Regions from separate parts of the Zea mays genome. Here region 1 is linked to region 2. Evidence: chromatin contacts called from public Hi-C data. All regions are on one chromosome and are shown on one strand. The core of a region is the stretch at or near the end of the contact, and the rest is flanking DNA. Distances in the headings are between cores, read along the strand shown.

Evidence for each region. Hi-C and Micro-C count contacts between places; a contact is called where the count stands out from the background.
Region 1: a Hi-C map of leaf shows a contact between it and region 2, with 7 times the contacts expected there. The contact joins the promoter of LOC100280213 here to the enhancer-like site in region 2. A contact is called at or near these places in 6 of 25 Hi-C or Micro-C datasets (ear, endosperm, leaf and 3 more).

Annotation. Positions count from the first base shown.
Region 1 is chr10:5,954,854-5,960,312 of Zm-B73-REFERENCE-NAM-5.0, forward strand. It overlaps LOC100280213, which reads right to left and starts at 2,745. Exons shown (of 8, transcript NM_001153144.1): 1 at 2,583-2,745; 2 at 2,383-2,485; 3 at 2,190-2,297; 4 at 1,925-2,010; 5 at 1,307-1,545; 6 at 112-301. The coding sequence starts at 2,644.
Region 2 is chr10:5,856,474-5,862,672 of Zm-B73-REFERENCE-NAM-5.0, forward strand. No RefSeq gene overlaps it. Among protein-coding and RNA genes, the nearest start is that of LOC113509065, 46 kb to the left of the region's middle. Within about 2 kb of position 3,853, at least 17 of the 20 cell types and tissues checked have an H3K27ac peak or open chromatin away from gene starts, as enhancers often do. A contact at or near this core is called in ear, leaf, seedling and 1 more, where this site is marked.

The DNA of each region.
Region 1 (5,459 bases), core at 1,495-3,994, 97 kb after region 2:
TTTCATTATGTCATTCCCATATATAATAACATGTCTTTATAATTATGAATAAAGTTTTTAAAAAAATGTGGCTTTCACTCCAGCAGATCTACAAAATTGAAGAGTACTCACGTTACTTTGCCCAAGAAAGTGTTGAAGCTTTGTCCATGAAGAGAACTATGATATAAAAGCTTCCACTCTTGCACCTCATGTTGGGAGAAACCTCCTCCAATATGCCAGGCATACTCTTTATTTAGAAGCAGCGTATCAGTACAGATGTTTTCAGGATAATGAAGCAGTGGTACTTCAAATCCTGGTCTACCTACAAATGAAATGAAGTCATCAAAAGCATGACATGATATATCATGTACGTTATATTCCATTAAAACTGCTCCAATGCTAATGAAAATGCTAGATATATAAGCGTACAACTAACCACAGCATGTGCAGAACCAATTGAAATTGCTTCAGAATGAATAGGCAAGAGTGTGAACTGACACATTCACACAAGCGACAAATGCTGGCACTCATGCAGCACAAACACCATATCTAGGAAATGTCCTAATAACTGAATCTAGGAAACGCATAAAAAACACTAAGCCCAATAATATATTAGTTCTAATTACTGACCTGTTGTGGAATCTAGTAAGAAAATATCAGACTCAATACAATTAGCACATTTACTAAATTCATTTGTATATTAAATTACATTATTTATGACTTAATCAGACATATTGGTATCTTTCTGAAACTCAGCAAAACATATGTTTGCCGCCATTAATCAAGGCATAAAAGTATGGTTGTGAGTGAGGCATGCTTGAGAAACAGGACTCAAATGTTTGTAGGAGGCGAAAACAGTATGCCTCAAGACTATTTGATTCAATTCGATATGGTTTTGGGACTTAGAAAGGATGGTTCCATAATAACTTCTACCTCTACTATTTCTGGTAAAAGTTTAGAGGAAGTCTTAATGTAGTATGCATCCCATTTTTCAAGAAAATAGTATATGCTCTTAAACTCTATGTCTTTGTATTTTTCACAGTTATGTGCATGACAAACCTCTTACTTTCTTAGATGTCCCGGTTTATGAGCTTATTCCTAACACTCCAGATGTAGAGTAAGTGCATAAACGTTTTTGAGAGAATAATGCAAAAACTTCACCCGGTCATCGTGGTGCGAAGTCCTAGATGTGAGGACTAACGAGGAACAACATGATGAAAAATATCAGTTCAACTCCTACAGCACCAGCTGGATCTGATTATTTTATTTCAAAAATGACGGAAATGCTGCTTAACAATACTAACAGAATTGCAAGAATAAGACAAACCTGAATCAGGAGGCATCAACAAATTTCCAAGGAATTTCCTCAATGATGGCAAGAGAGTGCACCAGTTCCTAAAGTCTGATAATGACATAGACTTCCCTGAGACCCCTTCAACATCCTTTGAAAACACTGCAGAGTTGAGGAATTCTTCGAATGGTCTATTGTTGGAAACTTCGACAGCTTCCTTCTTTATTGCAAATACAGTTTCATGAACAGACGCCAAGACTGATTCCAAATCAGACCTGGCAGTGCATGTGATATGTAAATGCAAGAGTAAATACCAAATGATGCCTAAAAGCCTGAATAAAAAATCCCAAAACAACCTATAAATCATAAGCTTTGTTTAACACAAAGTATGAATCTTCTAAGTGCAAACAAATTCGCCTTGGCCAATATCGCTCCGCGAAACAAGTACCTAAGACATGTAACTGGAATGCATAAGGCCTAATGGTAACCAGAAATCCCTACCCCTCATTTATATCATTTGTGTTCTTTAATGTCTTTGTTGAAGTAATTTTCAGATTTGGAGCATGCAACTACTGAATCGGCTTAGCAAAGGAAACGGTTCACTCATGACATACCAATTTATCAGAAGAAATTAATTTCTCTCAAAAGCAATACCTTGTTAAGGCGCCATCTCCTGTGACATCACATAGTTGATAAATGAATTCATCGACCTCATCACGAGTTCCCCTTCCATATGTTGCCTACATGCAACAAATAAAAGACTGTCAAACTACAGAATACATACAAAGTACTAGCTAGAAAGGGTGACCATATCTGGATCTTAACTTGGACAAATTCCACCAGGCACCAACACATCAATGACCTTGCTCGCGACAACTAAACGAACAACAGAGTGGATCGAATTGAGTCGAGCACTAACTTTGGAGATGATCAAATCCTCGAACGTGACCCCATCGCTCCCGCCACTCTCCTTCGCCACCAGCTGGAACAGCCTGTCGCCTAATCGCCCCCGGACCTGGTAGTATTCCTGCGCAAATAGAGGCGAACCCGTTAGAGATCGCAATCCAGATCCAGGACCAATTCAAAAGAGCGAATGTGCGTGCGGTGCCCACGAGGAAGACGGGGCGTGAGATGGCGCGGCCGCCGGTCCGCGACTGCGCTGCGAGGGAGGCGAATAGCTCGCGGAGGCCGTCCAGCTCCTGCTTCGGGAAGGCCCTGCGAGGAAGCGTGTCAGCGGTGAGAGCACCAGACAGGGCTTGCGAATCGCGGCAGCGAAGGAGGTGGCAGACAGCTGTTAGTGGGGAGGCGGTACCTCGAGGCCATGACGAAGCGGGAGCTGGAGGCGGACGCCGGCGAAGCCTGCGAGTTGCCCATCGCCGCCGGCGGAGGTGGGGTCCCGGCTTGTCGGCGCCGGAGGGCGCGCTCGGGCTCAGCAACTGCCAATCGAACTCTCTACGATTTTTTTTTTATTTTCCTTTTTTTTTGAGCGATTTACTTTTTCAGTTATTCTTTTCCCTTTTGTCGATTGTCGTCAGTCGTCACTGGGCGGCCCCTCGCGCCACCAAGGGGACGCCTGACGCCTTCGTTTGATGGGCTTTTCGCTTTCTCGCTTTTCACATTTAAAACGTGGAGGCCCATGTGCTGGCAGCCCAGTCCAAAATAGTTACGACGGCCGATATTTTAGTTTTTTTTATTTGTGTCTTGGAGATATATATTTTTGGTACAGAATTTGCAAATCCTATATGACACCCGTGCGTTGCTGCAAAAATTAGGGTGCGAGGACTGTGAGCACATTGTCGGGCCAGACATCGAGATATCCGGTAACGTTTCATGAGAACCCCATTAGGGCTTGTTCGGTTAGCTCTCAATCCATGTGGATTGAGTGAGATTGGATGAATTTAAATCTCAAGCAAGTCAAACCTTCTTCTTAAAATTTTCAAATCTCATTCAATCTATGGGTAACGGGATTAACCGAACAAGACCTTATTGAGTAGCCAACCATGTATAGATGTAGTTCATCTGTGAAGAAATGCATACAACTTCTTTATACTGGGAACCTTTACCGGAAATCAGAGGTATAAATCTATTTATTTAAAAGGTCTGAGATTCAATTCGTATTCGAGTCCGGGTACTCAGTATCAATCTGTATCCATATTTTTAAAGTTGGGCATTTAAGATGTATATATCTATTCAAATTATATCCGACATATTTGATAATATCTATATATTCGATCGAGTCTGAAGAGAAAATATGAAACGAGTACGTTGGTATCCGATCTGATTATACTCCGCTTGATATATGTTGTCGTTTGACCTTGGAGCCGTCATGGAGCCACCCGCAATGATTTTAATGGTTTGTGTGGTGTTTCGTTGTGCAGTACTGTAGTACTTTATTTTCTTGAGCTCTCTGTACTTGGGTTGGAGAGAGATCAATGCGGTTTGATCGGCCACGGCAGTACTCGTACTCCTGGCTGATGGATTAAACTCGACCTTTCGAGTCAAAGATTTAAAACAGCTGCTACTGCTGCTTCTTCATTTCTCTTGTTTTTTTTTTCAACACCCGTCTTTACAGCTCTCTGGCCTCATAATAAACATTCATAAAGGCCGTTGCCCATTTTGAGGAAAGATACCGAGCAAGCATCGGACTCACAATCCATGGCCGATGGTGCTGCTGGCAGAGAGATGCACAGACCTTATAAATGTTGATGAAGGAGGGCTTCAAGATTTCTGTCAAGATATGGATTTCATGGCACTCCTACCGTCGTATAGTAGTAAAAAGATGCAAGAAAAAGGTCTCCAAAGACACAACAAACACTAGGAAAAAAAATTGTTGATCTACCACAAATTTTCAAAAAAAAATAAACATTTATGAGCTGCTGCTGCTGCTGTTTGTAGCTATGTCTATCAAGCCTTGAATTCCCAATAAATAGGTTGATGTCACGGCGCACTCAAGTCTCGCAGTGTAGTAGTAGTTGTCTCTCGTCTTTCCGGCGATCGACATACTACTACATTTTTTTCTAGGACAGATGCCAACTTTAAGTGCTAGCTAGTGGTAGTATCAGAGCCTATCCATGGCTGCCGCCAGAGATGCACAGAGGAGCTAATAAATTTTGAGGTGGAGAGCTTGTAGATTGCTGGGTTTTTAAGTAATGGGCATGTAGTAGTATTGATTAGGGTGCCGCAGAACGTAAGGTAAGACAGTAGGCATCCTAATTCATGTAAGGAGGCAGGCACACTGTTGACGCTTTTTTGGAGCGCCAAATACTCAAGAAGAACCGGCGGCGGTGCTCTCTGGTCAGGCGCGGACGGTCCGCGGCCTGGGGCCGGACGGTCCGCGACCTGGCGCAGGGGCTAGGGTTTCCTGCCTGACGGCCGGACGGTCCGCGCCCTGGGCCGGACGATCCGCGCGTGTGCAGGGGCGGCGGAGGATCGCCGGCGGCGGCCTGGATCTCGCTCCCGGGAGGGACCCCGTCGGGGAAGAGATCCTAGGGGTTGTCTAGGCTCGGGCCGGCCGACCTAGACTCCTCTAATCGGCGTAGAGTCGAAGAGAGGCGAAGAATTTGGGGATTGGGAGGCTAAACCTAAACTAGACTAGAACTACTCCTAGGATAAAATGCGAATAAAAGTTGTATTGATTCGATTGTTGATGATACAAATCGGCCGTAGACCTCTCCGTTTATAGAGGAGGGGGACTGGACCCTTTACACAACTGATTCCGAGCTAATTCCGCGAATATAGCTAACAACCGTAGCACAAAACTCGGAACCCTAATCTGTTCTGCGCACGCGCGGACCGTCCGGCCTCAGGGCCGGACCGTCCGGCAGCTCTTTTTTGGTTCGAACATATGCCCCCCTGCCTTTTGGTGGAGCTGGGCGAACCAAAAGCAACTAACTCGATGTGATCACATCGGTTCTCTTAGGCATCTTGCCACATACTAGGATGGTACTGTTTGAGGAAACGCCCATTCAAAGCCTTTGGTAAATCCTTGCCTTGTAATGTTTGTAGCAAATAGGCGTTACCAGACATTACCTGTTTTACTTTATAAGGACCCTCCCAGCTTGGCGACCATTTCCCAAACTTCCGGTCTTTATTCCTTAGAGGTAAGATGGTCTTCCACACCAGATCCCCTACTTGAAATGACTTTGCTTTGACCTTCTTATTGTAGGCCCTGGCTACCATAATCTTGTCC
Region 2 (6,199 bases), core at 2,603-5,102:
AAGCTTAAGCACACGTTCATTGTAAAGCTTAATTAGATCCCGAGTCACCTACTGGCTACTGGTCGCCAGCCGAGGATGAGGATGAGGAACACCAGAGGATGAGGATTGAGGAGCAGTGGAGCACCAGAGCAGGGAGTATTAAGGATTTAGGGTTAGGTAGGAATGTAGGATTAGGAAAACCAGAGCAGGGAGCACCGTAGTCGCGCAACCGAGGAGTGGATCGAGCACGGGAAGCCAAGGATCCAACATAGAGCGGATCTGGGGAGTGGGGACTTACCGGCGCCTTACCGAAGAACAGTTCTGGGGAGCGGATCTGGGGAGTGGATCGAGCACGGGAAGCCAAGGATCCAACACAGAGCAGTTCTGGGAAGCACCGTAGAAGGCCAGAAGGGGAAGAAGACGGGTGAGCCGGTGACTTACCGGCGAGCGGCGAGGCGGTGACTAGGTGAGGCGGTGGCCCAAGTCGACGACTTACCACCGGTGAGCAGGGCGGTGGCCGAGTGGGGACTAGGGAGGAGTGGAGCACCGCCACCGCTGAGGTCCACCGCCGTCGTGCGAAGCGAAAGCGAAGGGGATTAGGGTTAGGGGAACGGCGCCGCGTGGGGAGGAGTGACTGCGGTGGCCGGTGGGTGCCTGGGGACTGGGGAGTGGGGAGCGGACGAGCGGTCGACCGGATAGGTATGGCCGTATGGGATTGGGGTCGCGGCAAATTTTTTAACGGGCCAGCGACGTGCCGCCTGTTTCAACGGGCCGGGCCGTGCCAAGTACATCGTGCCGAGGGAGCGGCCCATACACGGCCCGGCCGTCGGGTCGGCCCGGCCCGGGCACGGTGGAGATCGGGTCGGGTCGGGTTGGTACCGGGTCAAAATCGTGTCGGGTTTCGGGCCAAACGGGCGGTCCGTACCGTTTGGACATCTATAACTATAGTACGTGAAATGCAATCCTGGTTTCTGCCTGTTTCGTTGACTCGCACTGCATGCAGCTAGTGTACCTTGCACGTCGTGTCTGGTTATTGTTCGTCCATTCATTCGAACAAGACCGGTCGAGGAGAAGTCACCGCCTTATCTCTCTGTCTCTCGCTAGAGCCGTGGTCAGTTGGTCATGTGTGTCGTGCGGTCAACTGCTCTGCCTGCCGTGGTCGCGCGCGGCCCGGGACGGGAAATTTTTTTTTTGTTGCAGTTCGGCTGTTGTTTGTAGCCCCTCACAAAAAAAATAAGGATAGGTCACACCTGCAGATCAATAACACAACTAAAACGTTATCTAATTGATCTGCAAGTGGATCCTATCCTCTTTTTTTGTGAGGGGCTACAAACAGCCTGGTTTGTAGCCGGGCTGCAACAAATTTTTTTCCGGGACGGGATGGCCTTTTACCTTAAACTGATCACCTTTCGACGACGCTAGCTGGGTCAACTCAATCGTCGACCCGTGCATGCATGGACGATACTGTAGTACGTGAAATGCAATCCTGGTTTCTGCCTGTTTCGTTGACTCGCATTGCATGCAGCTAGTGTACCTTGCACGTCGTGTCTGGTTATTGTTCGTCCATTCATTCGTGCTGCAAATGGGGTTTTATATTACCGCCCGCGCCGCACTGCGTTTAGTAATTACTACCACTCCGACCTGCTAGTACATGCACTTCTCTCCTCGCTTGCATCAAAAAAAGGACAAGGCGATTTGACAAAATAGTGGTCAGCGTCTCCCTGACACGTGGGGCCAACACCAAAACTAGGTTTTATTTGGTGTAACTGTAGATTCCTAAAATTCTGATTCTAACCGTGTGAGAAAAACTGTTGTATATATGCTGACTTACAATTGTAAACTGTTGTAACCGAAGGAGCCGGGGTTTCCAACTGTGACGACCGTGTGTAGGTCAATAAGCGTGCAAACTAGTGGCATCCATCCACATCAAATGATACGTCGAAATCTTGTCTATATATATAATGAATAGTGATAATGGACCACCACAGAAGCCGATCTTCCACCTAATTCGTCGCCATTATTAATTTTTTGGACCAGATTGTAGTTGATAGATGCCCTACGATACGACCCTCCAAAAAGCGACACCATACTATATACTGCAAGTCTGCAACCGCCCACAGTTCTGTACGTACCACTACCACAACAAGAGTGCCTTGTGTGCCGGCCCAAGCATATTGTAGTCTTTTACTTCCTGGTCGATCACGTTGTTCTTTAGATAGTGTATAAAAGGATCATATCGGCTAGCTAGCTAGCTAGCTCGATATATCGTCGTGAAAATTATAATAATAATAATAAAAGTACGCGCAAGAGGCTAGCTAGGGATTCGCTCTGACTGTTGAGAGGCACGCGGCGCGGGGGCATATATTCTTGCGACGATCATGGTACAATGCGAACGAATAAAGCTGCAGATCGACCGACAAATATTCTCCGAGATCGATCTCGCCTATTTTTAACAACCTAATTAATTAAGCAGAGGCAAGGCATTTATCCCTGTGCAGGCTCTCTGGGCATGCATCCATGCATGCATGTCGTTGTTCGCAGGAAAGCAGTGTGGTCGAGTACAGTGCTGGTTCCAATTAAGTTTTCAGCCTTTGATTTGATCTATATATATATATCTCATGGCGGGACGGAATCAGCAACCATCCATCGGACCAACCAACTAATGCTACAGCAAAAAAAAAAAAAAAATCGGCAAACCTCTTATTTTAGCGGCTCTGAGTGATGCTGAAACGGAAACAGCACACTAATTAATTAAAATCTCTGATGCTGTACCAACCATTTATTAATTTAAGATGTCCAGCTAGCGCCGCAAGCAACATGATGGATGGTCCAGGAGTCGATCAGATGGGGACCAACTGTTAGTTAGTTAGTTAGATATAACACAGCAGTCGCCCGTAAGTACACACTTTCATCCTGCCCAAATGATTGTCACAGGTCCGGTCGTCGTCTTGGGATGGGAAGAATCAGACAGGGGCATCATATCGGTTAGCTGGAACATCATCAGAACCCATTCACCTCACTTCCTGTCGATCTCGACCGATCAGCCGGGCCCCCTGCTTGCATTGGTTGCCTCTTCTCTTCAACAGTGTGCAATATATATAGACATCTGCTTGCAGCGGCATGCGTGCTTTTGCATTGCAGTGTTTAGAAACATATATGCTCTTTATGCAGATGCACGCAGGTGTCTCCCACCCATGCAATTAATTTAAACAGTCACGCTAGCTAGCTAATCAAGGCCGTACGTTTTTTTTCCTGCAGTTCGTAGCTAGATTATGTGTTGTGTGTCTCTGTCGTCATGCATCTGTACTGGCTGCAGAAACCTTAATTAGCTTTTTTTTTTCTCTGGATGGATGCATGGATCGACACAGGGGCTAACACAAATCATGCGTGTGCACAGTAGTACACTGATGGATATGCTTGGATCGGATCGACTATCGATTGTGATGCTACTACTAGTTGATGGAATGGAAGAGCTATCAAACGATCAGTGATGATAGTCTAGTTTGCAGTAGTTCATCAGAATTCAAAGGGGAGGGAAAAGATGAACAGCTTACAAATAATACACTAGTACCTAGCTAGTGCACAATTAATGGAGTCTGAGGCTGGAAGCATCGAATTAAAAGCACACTATAAGTTGATGGTCTCTGTCTACTACTGTGACCATGCATGAGCTTCTAGTTCTAGTTCTAATTCTAGCTAGCTGGTATAAATGGAGAGCCCCACAACAAGTGGTGGAGGCTGGAGCCAGCCATCCACCGCCGCAACCAGCCGTCTCATCGTCTTTCCCGCGCGCGAATTGCAGCTGACAGCAATCACCGGTAGTTAGTAGATAGATTGCCTATGTATCCCTGGCCAGCAGGCCTGCTGCCCAAATGATTAGTAGTAGGCTGCGGCCTGCGGTGTGCGGGCCTTGCAAACAGACAGACAGACAGCCTTCTATGTTTGGAAACTGCGCAACGCCTAGCTGTTTTTAAAATCATATTAATTTTATAGTATTTAAAATTTGTTCCAGAATATTTGGTACTCTCAATTTGTAATGCGTAGTTTTTTTTTCTTTTGTGTTAGACCCCGTTTGTTTCGTTAGAATTGAATTTTATTTTAATAATTATAATTTAAACAAATCTAATTAAATTTATATATTTATATATGTAATATATTTGTATATTATCTTAAATCATATGAGATATAGTTATATACTACATTAATGTTATAACGAATCAAGTAGAATAGTGTGATATAAATTGTACATCGAAAAAATAGCATTTAAATCTATATAATCAATTTTCATCTCTCACCTTATAAATTTAAGATAGACTCATAAACTTATATAATAACTTTGGAAAGCGGTGGAATGTTATATTCTAAAAAATAGGCTATTTCAATAATAAAATTACAATTCCTTAAAATAAAAGGAAACAAACAGGGACTTAATGTATTTTAGGACTCTACGGAGGGACTAGACGACTGCAGCCAGGGCTCTCCACCCCGAATGAAGAAGGCGACAACCACAGCTCAACGCATCCAGACGACACGAACGGACACACAGTCGTTGTAGGACGTACTACAGAGCTCGCTAGCTAGCCCGTATCTTTCAGAGGGACACTTTTCTTTGTCTGCAGGCAGAGGCATGATCTTCAGATCTGCGCGTGTACTTTTTTTGCCTGCTAGCTGACGATGACCTACAAGTGCACAGCAGGCAGCGGCGGCGAGAGCCAATGGCGGAGTAGCTCTGGCTATCTGTCACACTAGCACACTGCTGGTGTATTCATTATCCCTGCTACAGTACTTATTAGCCTGTACTACAACCATACTAGCCAACGGAGTATTATTATAGTTAGTTAGTTAGGACGAATAAATTAACACGCCGAATTGTTTGATCGTCCGCGCTCTAACTACGCTCATGCTCGTATATATTACAGTAGCAACCATGCCCATAGAGATATAGACGTTGCAATAGGAGAAAAATAGCTATCGTTATTCATGAAAAAGAAGATTCTCATTGTGATAATGCCCTCCGTTGGCCCCTTTAACGGCAACGGCACCAAAAAAAAAAGATTAGCATTTTATGGCTAAATAGCGACCACGTGAAACTCCACTACCGAGTTTCCTCGTTATGAGAATAAGTAGCCGGGATAATGAATTCAAGCTATACTCCGCCACCAAGCAACTTAAGGATCAATGGTACACGAGCAACCGAAAGGTCACATATTCAACGGCATCTACAACCACTTGTCTATTGCCTGGTCAAGCGGATCAGATGACACCTAGATGCTCCAAGCAACAAAAGATAGCTTCCACAACAGGTCTAGCGAAACTGAATTCAAGCTGGAGCACATGTAGCGCGTACTTAGTATTCAACTAAAGTGATGTGTGCAAGTGCAACATGGTGGCTGCGACTTCGGCGCTGGGAGCAAACAATCCCACCTCAACGTGGTGGCCAATTATAGCTCCGTATCGCCTGATAGTATCGAACCACCAACCCTATTGGTCGCGATAGTGCTACAGTGCAACACGGGGCAAAGGTACAACAATGATCAACAACGAAACCATGCATGGCCAACCAAAAGCTAAGTTAAACAAAATTATATGAGCAGTTCACAAATTGTTGGATTAGAACACCGACCACAACACGAGAAGGCTCCACATATTGGCCGTTAAAAATTGACCAAATAATTCAAAATAAGATGACCCAAAAAACAAGAAAAAAATTGAGGACAGATAGTTTTTTTGATTGATTGAATCAGTATAGCAGGGCATTTTAGCATGTACCACCGAGCTTCCTCGCTACGAGAATAAGTAGCAGGGATAATGAATTCAAGCTACTCCGCCACCAAGCAACTTAAGGATCAATGGTACACAAGCAACCGAAAGGTCACATATTCAACGACATCTACAACCACTTGTCTATTGCCTGGTTAAGCGGATCAGATGACACCTAGATGCTCCAAGCAACAAAAGATAGCTTTCACAGTTGGTCTAGCGAAACTAAATTCAAGCTGGAGCGCATGTGGCACGTTCTTCGTATTCAACCAAAGTGATGTGTGCGGCATGGTGGCTTCGACTTGGCGTTGGGAGCAAACAATCCCACCTCAACGTAGTGGCCGATTATAGCTCCAGCTCTATTGGTTGCGATAGTGCTAGAGTGCAACATAGAGCAAAGGGACAACAACGATCAACAATGAAACCATGGCCAACCAAAAGCTAAGTTAAACAACATTAT